Linked DNA regions of Sus scrofa: regions 1, 3 and 4 are each linked to region 2. Evidence: chromatin contacts called from public Hi-C and HiChIP or PLAC-seq data. All regions are on one chromosome and are shown on one strand. The core of a region is the stretch at or near the end of the contact, and the rest is flanking DNA. Distances in the headings are between cores, read along the strand shown. Region 1 holds the start of TMEM14A (transmembrane protein 14A). Region 2 holds the start of EFHC1 (EF-hand domain-containing protein 1). Region 3 overlaps ICK (serine/threonine-protein kinase ICK). Region 4 has its middle 16 kb from the start of TMEM14A.

What was found. Hi-C and Micro-C count contacts between places; a contact is called where the count stands out from the background. HiChIP or PLAC-seq counts read pairs in DNA pulled down with a chosen protein or histone mark.
Region 1: a contact with region 2 is called in a Hi-C map of embryonic fibroblasts, with 7 times the contacts expected there. The contact joins the promoter of TMEM14A here to the promoter of EFHC1 in region 2. A contact is called at or near these places in 3 of 5 promoter capture datasets (fetal liver, fetal skeletal muscle and liver), 34 of 47 Hi-C or Micro-C datasets (adipocytes, adipose tissue, alveolar macrophages and 18 more) and 2 of 2 datasets of contacts at active chromatin or transcription factors (alveolar macrophages and skeletal muscle).
Region 3: a Hi-C map of subcutaneous adipose tissue shows a contact between it and region 2, with 2.0 times the contacts expected there. The contact joins the enhancer-like site here to the promoter of EFHC1 in region 2. A contact is called at or near these places in 4 of 5 promoter capture datasets (fetal liver, fetal skeletal muscle, liver and 1 more), 24 of 47 Hi-C or Micro-C datasets (adipocytes, adipose tissue, alveolar macrophages and 16 more) and 2 of 2 datasets of contacts at active chromatin or transcription factors (alveolar macrophages and skeletal muscle).
Region 4: an H3K27ac HiChIP or PLAC-seq map of alveolar macrophages shows a contact between it and region 2. The contact joins the enhancer-like site here to the promoter of EFHC1 in region 2. A contact is called at or near these places in 1 of 5 promoter capture datasets (fetal skeletal muscle), 4 of 47 Hi-C or Micro-C datasets (alveolar macrophages, blood, embryonic fibroblasts and 1 more) and 1 of 2 datasets of contacts at active chromatin or transcription factors (alveolar macrophages).

The regions. Positions count from the first base shown.
Region 1 is chr7:46,508,417-46,511,116 of Sscrofa11.1, forward strand. It overlaps TMEM14A (transmembrane protein 14A), which reads left to right and starts at 1,308. Exons shown (of 5, transcript XM_005666469.3): 1 at 1,308-1,417.
Region 2 is chr7:46,243,583-46,246,282 of Sscrofa11.1, forward strand. EFHC1 (EF-hand domain-containing protein 1) reads left to right here and starts at 1,333. Exons shown (of 10, transcript XM_013978451.2): 1 at 1,333-1,571. The coding sequence starts at 1,509.
Region 3 is chr7:46,710,035-46,712,734 of Sscrofa11.1, forward strand. All of the region lies in intron 2 of ICK (serine/threonine-protein kinase ICK), which reads right to left. The region is part of intron 1 of LOC110261744; the gene reads right to left. Among named protein-coding and RNA genes, the nearest start is that of ICK, 12 kb to the right of the region's middle. Within about 2 kb of position 1,402, at least 16 of the 83 cell types and tissues checked have an H3K27ac peak or open chromatin away from gene starts, as enhancers often do. A contact at or near this core is called in adipose tissue, omental adipose tissue, retroperitoneal adipose tissue and 1 more, where this site is marked.
Region 4 is chr7:46,524,707-46,527,406 of Sscrofa11.1, forward strand. No RefSeq gene overlaps it. Among named protein-coding and RNA genes, the nearest start is that of TMEM14A, 16 kb to the left of the region's middle. Within about 2 kb of position 1,290, at least 7 of the 83 cell types and tissues checked have an H3K27ac peak or open chromatin away from gene starts, as enhancers often do. A contact at or near this core is called in alveolar macrophages and embryonic fibroblasts, where this site is marked.

The DNA.
Region 1 (2,700 bases), core at 58-2,557, 260 kb after region 2:
ATGCATGCTGTAGACAAGGACAGCCTTCAGGATGAATCTATAGATACACAGGACCTGATTGACAACAGCTGGACTATCAAAACAAGCCTGTGGCTAAGAAGTGGGTGGAAATTTTTGGAGAAATGGAAGCACATTCCTACAAATCTAAAAATTGCTGTTGCTAGTCAGTAAAATGCTAAGTATTCTAGTAAAGTCTGTCAGTGGGTCAGGCTTTCAACCTTATCCTCCCTTTTGCAAAAGCCTAGAGGGGCTGAGAAGGAGAGCTGGGAGCACTCAGCCAAACTCCAGGGTATCACTTCCTTCATCCACATTCCAGCACCTGCCATCAACTCTTCCTTGACTTTCCTGGAACCTGGTTAACTTCCTAGGCCTACCTTATGCTTCTCCTAAGTTAGATACAGTCACGTTCCTTCCCTGAAGCATTTTTAAGCAGAAGGAGTAGATTCAGCAAAGTTCACAAGATTTACTGTATATTCTTAGGTTTCCTTTTAAAAGAAATTCTATTATTCCTAGCCCGAAGCACCCCTAGAGCAACTTGATGACTCCTAGATGACAGCCTGTTATGTAAGGGAGAGGGTTGGAGTTACTGGATTGTGGCCTAGAAGGCAAAACTGGAGTGAAATGAGAAGTTGTATTTAGAAGGCACGATGCCAGATCAATCTAAAGCTCATTCCTGGGGATAGATTATCCTGAAACTAGACATGATTTCAAGTGCCTTACACTTCTGGCATGGTGTACCTTTCCCTTCTGGTATTTAGGCCCAGCAAATCCTGGGTTTGAAGTATAAGACCGGTTTCCTGGTTTCCCCTCCGCATCTAGATGACCTCGTAAATGGGCGGTGTAAGGAAGGTTGCTCGGGTTTCGAAACTGGACAGCCTGGGTTCTAACACTCGCACCTCTCTTAGGAGCTGAGCCTGAGGACAACGAAATCCTTTCACCTTTCTGAACCTTAGCTCCCACCGTTGAAAATGAGGACAATCTACAGGAGAGTATATAAAAGGCCTAGGCTGCTGGAGAAATCCCACAAATGCCCCTTGAATGATGAAGGAACTTCTTCATGGTTAAAAATCTTTCGCCTTCTGGAATTCTTGGTACACCCAGACCCACTCCTTGCGAGTGCTTGTCAGTCCCGCCCCGTCCGACAGAAAGCAGCAGATCCTGGCACCAGGGCGGAAAGCCAGGCCGCAGGAGCGAGTGACCGAGGGTGGCCGCGGCCTAGGATGCTATTGCCAGAGAGGGCTGCAGATGGTACAAGGAGAACCATCCTACACAAACCCGAGCTGCGGAATGGTGGGGGGGGAGGCGCATGCGCACAGGGGGGGCGGGGCCGCCCGGAATCAGCGGCCCCGCCCAGTGCCGGAGAGTAGTGCCCAGAGTCGGAAGGCGCAGGCTTTTGAGGTCAGCTTCCTGACTGCAGGTACGAAGTTTTCCCGCAGCTGGCTCCCGACTTTTCTCTTTTCAGCCGCGGGGAGAGCTTGGGGCTGCAGGTGAGCTGTACGTCTCGCAACTTATACCTTCCTGCCCGTAATTTAATGCAAAGGCGCAGAAATAGATAACAATGCGAAGAACCTTGGGAGGATTTTGCAGGGGGTGGGGTCAGCTCTCCCGGGTATCGCTTCTCTTCTGCCTGGGAATTCTCCGAATTTCTTCCTTCCACGGCCCTGAATCTCCCATTTGTCCTCCCTGGACACTTGTCCTCCCTGGAGTTCCTGGAGCTACGGAGAGGTGGGGAAGGGGGTGGAGATCTTGGACCATCACAGAAATGCTTGGCGAGGTTTTAAAACCTTTCCTGCACCAACCAGACTGCACTCGAAAATGTCTTTCGAGCCCCAAGGAGTTAAAAGGTAGGTAATTATTGATCCTCAGCATGTGAAAATGCTTTTTATATAATGACTTGCGGGAAATCTCTTAGTGGGTTCGTCAAATTTTGCAGGGCTAGGGGCAAGGCAGGGCCGTGTCACCTGGTTTTGTACGTTGTGCAGTAAATTATTTTGCCGCATTGCACCCAGGATGCTTTCTGGCTCTTCCGAGTGCTGGGCAACCGATGACACTGAGAGCACGTGATGCGTTGGGCATATTGTCCCCACCCCTATCCCTCCCAGGCTAACGCAAGCCTCTGGTTTTACTGTGTGGTCCTAAGCAGGTTATACGGTCCTGCTACGGAAAAGGAGCGCCAGGGCGGATTGCTTTTTATGTGAATTTTCGCTGTGAGCACGGAAACTTCTTACAAGGATTGAGAATAGATTATTTTGTCTTTGTAGAGCAACACTCAGTTCATTGAGGAGATAAAGGGCTTTTTTTCCTGGCAGTGGAGCTACACGGAGGGTGGCTCAGTTACAGAATGTCTTCAGGCCAAAGTTATTGCTTTGGTTCCCTAGCTCATTCACTCATTTATTCAGCATTTGCCTTGTGCACGCATTGGGCTTGGCGCTGTGGGAGAGGAAGATGAGTTGAACCTGAGCTTAGTCCTCAAGAAGTTTGACTGGCCCAGGGCAGAGATGAGTTCAACAGAAGTAACTCTACACTAAGTAGAGGGATGGGGCCTCAAAAGAGGATCAGAGGAAGAACTGCGAAGCTCAGAGGAGGGTGAAGAACTGGCCTTTAACACCAGATGATTGGATTAAGGAGAAAATTAGGTCCCTAAATTACTTCTGGGACTAGTAGCCGCTAGTAGTCACCTGTGGTCAGCACAGCTTCTCC
Region 2 (2,700 bases), core at 83-2,582:
GCAACCTCATGGTTCCCAGTCAGATTTGTTTCCGATACGCCACGACAGGAACTCCTACAACACATAGATTTAAAACAAAAAGTGTATTAAACACCTAATTAAGGTACCACTCAAATAGAAAATAAAAAAATTAAAGGTTAAAAAAAGATAGGTGGGGACAAAAATGGGAACTAGGAGTAGTTAGGGGAGAAAAAGTGTTATTAGAAAAGAATCTCTTTGGGCAGGGTGTGGAGAGAGCCACCAGTAACTGCTTCAGGGCCCCTACTGGATTGATGTTCTGGGCCCCCTGAGGTTTACGCTTATTAGTGAAACCCAACAAGGGTATTTGCTCTGACAAGCAGCAGGAAAACGAAAGCCCCTGTCTGTATAGGCAGTAACCCACCCATGACATGGGGATAGGCCTTAGTGGGTCAGGCTTGCTACTATATCATGTTCCTAAACTAGCTCATAATCAGAAACAGCTTTTATAACAATCAGATTCTCGGGCCCCATTTCAGATCTAATGAATCCAAAGTGTGGGCACCTGGGTATTAGCTGACTTTTGTTTTTCCTTTTAAGCTCTTCAGCGCTGCTGAAAAACTTTTTTTCTCCTTCTTTCCTGAAAACGTTTCAGGAACACGATTACGTTTAAGGGATAACAAATTTCATAAAAAGAGCAGCTATGATCCTGGCAGTATGTCACCTCACTTATTTGCTTACGACTTTTGTTTTCTCTTTGAAGGAGATGAGTATCACCTCCTGGTTCACTGCAGCTGCAGGTGGGTAGAAACTAGAGACCAGAGGAATTGAGATGAACGCCCTATGCCTCTTTAGGCTACAAATATTGAGTATAATGTGGTGAATATGCAAGATCCTCAGGCCCAACCAACAAGAACCGGGAAGATGCAGAACTGCAGGTATGGACAGTAGATTAAAGAAAGGTAAAGTGGAAAAAGAATACGATAGTGACAGGATTAGGGACGAGATTGCATTTGTTCATTGAACATCCTTGAGCAACAGTTATAACCGTGAATAATCCGGAGCCCCTTGACCCAAGGAAGCGGGGGTCCTTGAGAGATAACACTTTTAAACAGGACCAACCACTGACACTTCAGTGTGAACTGTGTCAAGTCCCTTTTCCCACAGCTGGGAGAAGGGAGAGTGGGCGGGTCGCGGTGAGGACTGGGCGGAGCGAAGGCAGGGCCTCCCCTGGGCCTGGAACGGCTCCAAGGGCCCGCCCCAAACGGGACCTCTCGGCGAGAACTATCGCGTCATCACAACCCTCTCCTCCGCCCCCGCCCACCCGCTCCCGCCAACCCGCATCCCTAGCTGGGAGGGGCGGGGCCAGCTCGCCTCAGCCGGCCCCCCTCCCGCGAGACGCGCCCAGGCCCGTGGACAGCGCACGCGCAGACCTGGCAGCGGGCGCTCCGGCTGTTTGGCGTTGCCATGGAGCTGCCCAGGCCTGGCCAAGGAACGCGGCTGGGCGTCTGGGCAACCCGGGAGGACCAAGCCCGCGCGAGGTGGCTGCGATGGTGTCTCACCCAGTGCACGGCCTGCCCTTTCTCCCGGGCACGTCCTTTAAGGACTCCACGGTGAGGACTTCTCCCTCCAGCCCCAACCTGTCCTCAGCCTCTTATTGCGCCTACTTGCTTGTCCACCGTTTGTACTCTTTCCCTTGAAACCTCTCCTCTGTCCCAACCCTGTTCTCCCCCGACACACAAACACCCAGCCTCACCCTTTCTCCCATCCTTTGTCCTCTATCCATCCCTCTAGTTGTTTCCACTCCGCCCAGACAGCTTGTTGGACTCCCAGCGTTCTTCCTTTAGGCTTTGCTCTTCTAGCCCCGGTCTCTTCTCCTTCTAGATCATTGTTTTCCCCACCTTGCTCCCAAGTTCTCCCTAGACTCTATCTCCTCTCCCACCCTCTCTGCCCGGCTTCATCCTTAAACCCTTCCCCCAGCCTGGTTCCTTCCCGGACGCAGCCTCTTTACATCTTCATCCTTATTTTCACGGCCCTATCCCACCCACTCTCCCCAAGCCCATCACTCCTGCCCCGCGTCTTTCCTCTTCTGAATCCTAGACCCAGTCATCTCTCCCACCCCAGCTCGGTTTCCAGTCTTACAGACCATATCTACCCATTCACTTCGTTCTGCCAGGTCCTTTCCCAAAGTCTCCTTCCCTCTCATTTATGCTTCTACCAAATCGCATCCCTTTTCTGTCCAGCACTTCTGGCTTTTCTACAGTTTAGTTCCACATTCACCCTGCTCTTGTTTCGTCTTCTTTCTCAACTGCTCTTTCTCCAAAAAGACTTTCAACACTTGGCGGTCTTTGTCCCAAATCATCCTCAGGTGCTTTGTAGGAGATAGTTATGTTTTCCTTCCCTCCACCATAGCTGATTTGTTGCTGGTTTTTTCTTCCCCAGCCCTTTTCTTTTCACCTTAATGTGTTTGTTTTGTTTTTGTCTTTTCTAGGGCTGCCCGCAGCATATGGAGGTGCCCAGGCTAGGGGTCGAATCAGAGCTGTAGACACCGGCCTACGCCAGAGCCACAGCAATGCGGGATCCCAGCTACGTATGCGACCTACACCACAGCTCAAGGCAACGCCAGATCCTTAACCCACTGAGCGAGGCCAGGGAGCAAACCCGAAACCCGTGGTTCCTAGTCGGATTTGTTAACCACTGAGCCACAAGGGGAACTCCTCTTTTCACTTTAATATTAAAGAT
Region 3 (2,700 bases), core at 152-2,651, 470 kb after region 2:
ATTAGCATAGATTGAATTTCTTTTTTTTTTCCTTTTTAAGGCTTCAGCTGTGGCATATGCAAGTTCCTGGGCCAGGGGTCGAATCAGAGCTGTAGCTGCAGGCTTATGCCATAGCCATAGCAACACCAGATCTGAATCGCATCTGCGACCTACACCACAGCTTGTGTTAATTATGGATCCTTAACCCACTGAGCATGACCAGGAATTGAACCTGCATCCTCATTGATACTAGTTAGGTTTTAACCCACCAAGCCACAATGGGAACTCCCATGAATTCTTAATTTAATAGGCCCTAAGTTGAACACAGGCATAGCACGTTAAGGAAACTTGACTACAGAATTACATGCTTTGGGCATAGCCAAAACAAAACAAAACAAAACAAAACAAAAACAAAAAGCAAAGTGACAAAGGAAAAGATAGCTTGAAAAAAATCTGGTATGAAGAGAAATTGGAGGGAAAGAGAAGTTGTTCTTTTTAAAAGAGAAGAGCAGGAGTTCCCATTGTTGCACAGCGGAAACGAATCTGACTAGGAACCATGAGGTTTCAGGTTCGATCCTTGGCCTCACTTAGTGGGTTAAGGATCCAGTGTTGCCGTGAGCCATGGTGTAGGTGGAAGCTGCAGCTTGGATCTGGCGTTGCTGTGGCTGTGGCATAGGCCAGCAGCTACAGCTCCAATTAGACCCCTAGCCTGGGAACCTCCATATGCTGCAGATGCAACCCTAAAAAGACCAAAAAAAAAAAAAGAGAGAGAGAGAAGAGCAACTCCTTAGCGTTGAACAAGCACATACCCTTGAGTCTTTTATGTTTCCTCCTCCCCCCCGTGGCATCTGAATTCACAGCTCCTGGCCTAGCCAGTCATCACCCTCTGCCATGTGAATGGGGGGGTGGGGGGGGAATAGCAGCCTATTCATTAACTTGAAGAATTAGCTCACACAGTAATGGGTGATTCCTCTAAATAACACTCAGACTCCAAGAATAACTTGGATCACCACTTGCTATAACTAATCCATACCTGGTTCGCCATTACTAAACCATACCTAGCTTACTAATATATCAAATAAGCCAAAAAAGTAAACCAACTATCATTTTAGAGCTTACTCGGTGTACAGTACTGCTATACACATAATAATCTTTGCACATAATAATCTTTTTATCTTCACAACAGTATTATTATTACCTTTGTTTTATAGATAAGGAATCTGAGACACAAGCTACTTGTTCAAGGTTACGCAACTAGTAGCTGTTAGCATTGAGACAGGAACAAGGGCCAACTGCATCAAAGTTAAGGAGGAGGTTGCAAAAGATTCAAACATCATGAGATTTTCTGAGGATCTGAGAACAAGAGGAACTGAAAGAAGTACTTTGTAGCTCAAAGTCCACATTCTGAACCAGTGAGGTGGCCGTGCTCTGGGTGGCCTCGTTCTGCAATCGAGCTTCAGCAGACCCAGCGGGACCTCACTGGCACTGACTGCCTATAGAGGAGGCACGTGACCACCGACAAAGAGGGACTGGGTCCCAGTTTCCACTTGGCACTGACCCTCCCATGACTTGAAGCACCTCTTGGTCCTCAGGTTAATTTCTGTGAGGCTAGGGCCCTGGGCTTGATGAAGTGAGCTGATCTTCCGCTCTGATGCTCTGTGGTTCAGTGATTTCTCTGGGTCAGGCAGCATTTGTCTAAGAAAAAATGGATCCGTGTTTCCACCTTTGCCATCAGCACACAAAAACTAGCGAGGAGCAGACAGCACCCCAGAAGGACTCTGTACGTCAAACAACATCTCTTCCAGAGTAGGACACGTGTCCCTGCCTCGGTCAGACCCCAAAGCTCAGAATCTACTCTCTCTCTCTCCCCAAGTTCAGCTCAAACGTCACCTCTTCAGAGCCTCCTGCCCGATCCTGCAGATGCAGCCAACGGCTCTCTACCAGGGATGCCACAGCGCCCTGTCCCCACCTCACTGCCAGCCCTTCCCCAGTGGCCAGTGGCCAGTGACACGCAGGCCTGCCCCAGACACTCACCACACCTCCTTCATCTCTGTTCTCACGCCTCACGCTCCACTTGCACCAGCAGATTCCCATGGTTTGAATGGTCAGAACATGAAGTTTAGTCTTTGCTATTTACTTATTAGCCATTTATTTGGTCAGTATCTCACAACACTCAGCGCTTCTATTTCTTCACGTGCAAAGTGATGGTAATCAGACTGTTTGCCCAGAGCAGAAATGTTCTGAAACAGGAGAATACTAAACACTGCAGAAAGGCTAGTGCAGGCAGGCTGCCTGGCCTCCCACTACAGTGCCGGAATGACTGCATTTGGAGAATCTCAGAAAGGCCCCTGCAAATCAGGCCTTTGGCCTTTGGGTTAGGCTGTACCCAACTCGTGGAGTGACACAGCTATATTTTGCTTTCAAAGGGTTCTGGCCAATCTTTGAAAGCAATGCTTCGGTTTTTCTGACTAGGTGACAATGGGGACACCTTTCCACAACGTGCCCCAGCCCCTTCCCCTTGGCTCAATCCTCAGTGGGACAGACTACCTGTTCAGGCTAGCAGTGCATGCCTGGTGCCCTGCTCGCTGACAGCCTGGGGAACCGACTGGGTACGGGGACGGAAGTAATCTGCTCTTTATTTTGGAAGCTTGACAGTCACTGAATAAATGCCACAATGACTCATTTTTTTAAGAAAGGAGACAGAAAACTGTATGGAAAAGT
Region 4 (2,700 bases), core at 40-2,539, 280 kb after region 2:
GGCAGCTCTGACATTTTATATCTTAGAGCTACAGCAACTGGAGAAACTGCTTGACCTCAAATCCAAGGATACAGGACAAGGATCTGGAGCCTACTTCTTTTTTTTTTTTTTTTTTTGCCTTTTTTTGCTTTTTAGGGCCGCACCTGTGGCATATGGGAGTTTCCAGGCTAAGAGTCAAATCAGAGCTGCAGCTGCTGGCCACAGCCATAGCCACAGCCATGTGGGATCCAAGCCACATCAGTGACCTACACTGCAGCTCACATCAATGCCAGATCCTTAACCTACTGAGCAAGGCCAGAGATCGAAGCCCCATCCTCGTGATTACTAGCCGGGTATGTAACCCACTGAGCCACAACGGGAGCTCCTGGAGCCTACTTCTTAGGGTCCCATCACTTGTGAAGAGGGGGAGGAATGGGGCTCTGGAGGAACATTGAAATTCCTCTGGGAGCTCCTAGGATGGAGAGAAAAGAGGCACAGTTCCTGGTGTTTCTTTTCCAGGGAGGTCAGGGGGAGGATGGGGACCCTCTACAGAGATGGAGAGAGGGATGGGTGGGGTGGATTGAGGTGACATACTAGGTCAGCTGAGGACAGAGGACTGAGAGGCAGGGCCACATGCTTCCAGGCAAGTGTGTTAAGAATCAGTAGGCAGAACTGGTTTATATCTCGGCCTTGCTCTCTATTTGCTAAGAAGTTACTTAACCTTGAAGGTCTCTTCTCCATCTGGGAACTAGGAATGATCACACTAATCCCATAATACTAAAGTGAACATTCAGTGGGACAATAGTATCAAAAGGCTTATCAAGTGACAGGCAGAGAGTAAGCATCCAACAACTGGCAGCTATTTTATGATTTAGGACGAAGGCTTCCCTTTGTAGGGATAATTATGTCCCAAGGTGATTACTTCTTTTTATTCATGATTATGCTGTCCCAGCTGATTGTGTTTTGTGAACATGATGTTGAGTCAACCTTTTTTGGGGGTGGGGGCAGGTGCCACACCTGCGGCATACGTAGGTTCCCAGGCTAGGGGTCGAATCAGAGCTACAGCGGCAGGCCTGCATCACAGCCACAGCACCATGGGACCTGAGCTGTGCCTGTGACCTACACCACAACTCACAGCAAAGTCAGATCCTTAACCCACTGAGTGAGGCCAGAGATGGAAATTGTGTCTTCATGGATTCTAGTCATATTCGTTTCCGCTGAGCCACGGAAACTCCAGGATGAGTCAGCTTTGATGATGTTTTCTGTAAAGACTCCAAGTCAGTGTGGGATCTTGTGATCCACCCTGGGCATGGAGGAAGTAAGTTCTTACATTTTTGCCCAGTGAATATCTTGAAGGTGGTCTCTGCCATTTAGAGCCTTTTCTGGTGATTAATTAAGTAGTATTGTCATCATATTCTATAGGTTTCAGGTGAGTCACTGAGGCCAGGCCAGCCCAGACCTAAGGGAGGGGAATTATACCCGACCCCACCCATGAGGAGAAAGGCCAAAGAACCTGCCATCTTTAATCAACATGTGCCACAAGTAAATGATTTAGAAGAACTGGGAAAGAGTCCAGTCACCCTATGGAAGTGAGGGTGAGGGAGAGAGTTGGAGGGGAAGGAGGAGAAGTTCCTAAAGTCTACACAAGAGGAAATCTGGCTCTTAGCTCACATCAGCCCAGTCAAATGCTGGAAGAGCAAGCTGAGAAATGCCAGGATCTCAGCGTGGCCTTGGGTACCTGAGAACCTGGGAAACTTTTGCCTGCATCTTGCAAACTCAGGATGACTCAAAAGCATAGAGGAGGAGTTCCCGTCGTGGCACAGTGGTTAACGAATCCAACTAGGAACCATGAGGTTGCGGGTTCGGTCCCTGCCCTTGCTCAGTGGGTTAACGATTCGGCGTTGCCGTGAGCTGTGGTGTAGGTCGCAGACACAGCTCGGATCCCGAGTTGCTGTGGCTCTGGCGGAGGCTGGCGGCTACAGCTCCGATTCGACCCCTAGCCTGGGAACCTCCATATGCCGCGGGAGCGGCCCAAGAAATAGCAAAAAAAAAAAAAAAAAAAAAAAAAAAAAAAAAAAAGCATAGAGGAGAAGTGTCTAGGTGTCCAGGCAGAGGGGCAGTCGATGGCCTCAGGGTTCTCCGCATTCCAGGAAGGCACAGAAGAACCCGGAGTCTTCAATGCACAGTTCCAAATTCAAAAGGCAGATGAGGAGCTCCATTGTGGCTCAGTGGGTTAAGAACCTGACATAGTGTCTGTGAGGATGCAGGTTTGATTCCTGGCCTTGCTCGGTGGGTTAAGGATCTGGTGTTGGCATAAGCTGTGGCACAAGTCGAAGACATGGCTCGGATCCCAAGTCGTTGTGTCTGTGGTGTAGGCTGGCAGCTGCAGCTCTGATTTGACCCCTAGCCTGAGAACTCCCATATGCTGCAGGTGTGGCCATAAAAATAAAACTTAATTTTTTTAGCAACATGGATGGACCTAGAAATTATCATGCTAAGTGAAGTCAGTCAGACAACGAGACGCCAACATCAAATGCTATCACTTTGTGGGATCTGAAAAAAGGACACAATGAACTTCTTTGCAGAACAGATATTGACTCACAGACTTTGAAAAACTTACGGTTTCCAAAGGAGGCAAGTTGGGGGATGGGGGGATGCGCTGGGGGGTTGGGATGGACACGCTATAAATTGGGTTGTGATGATCATTGTACAACTATAAAT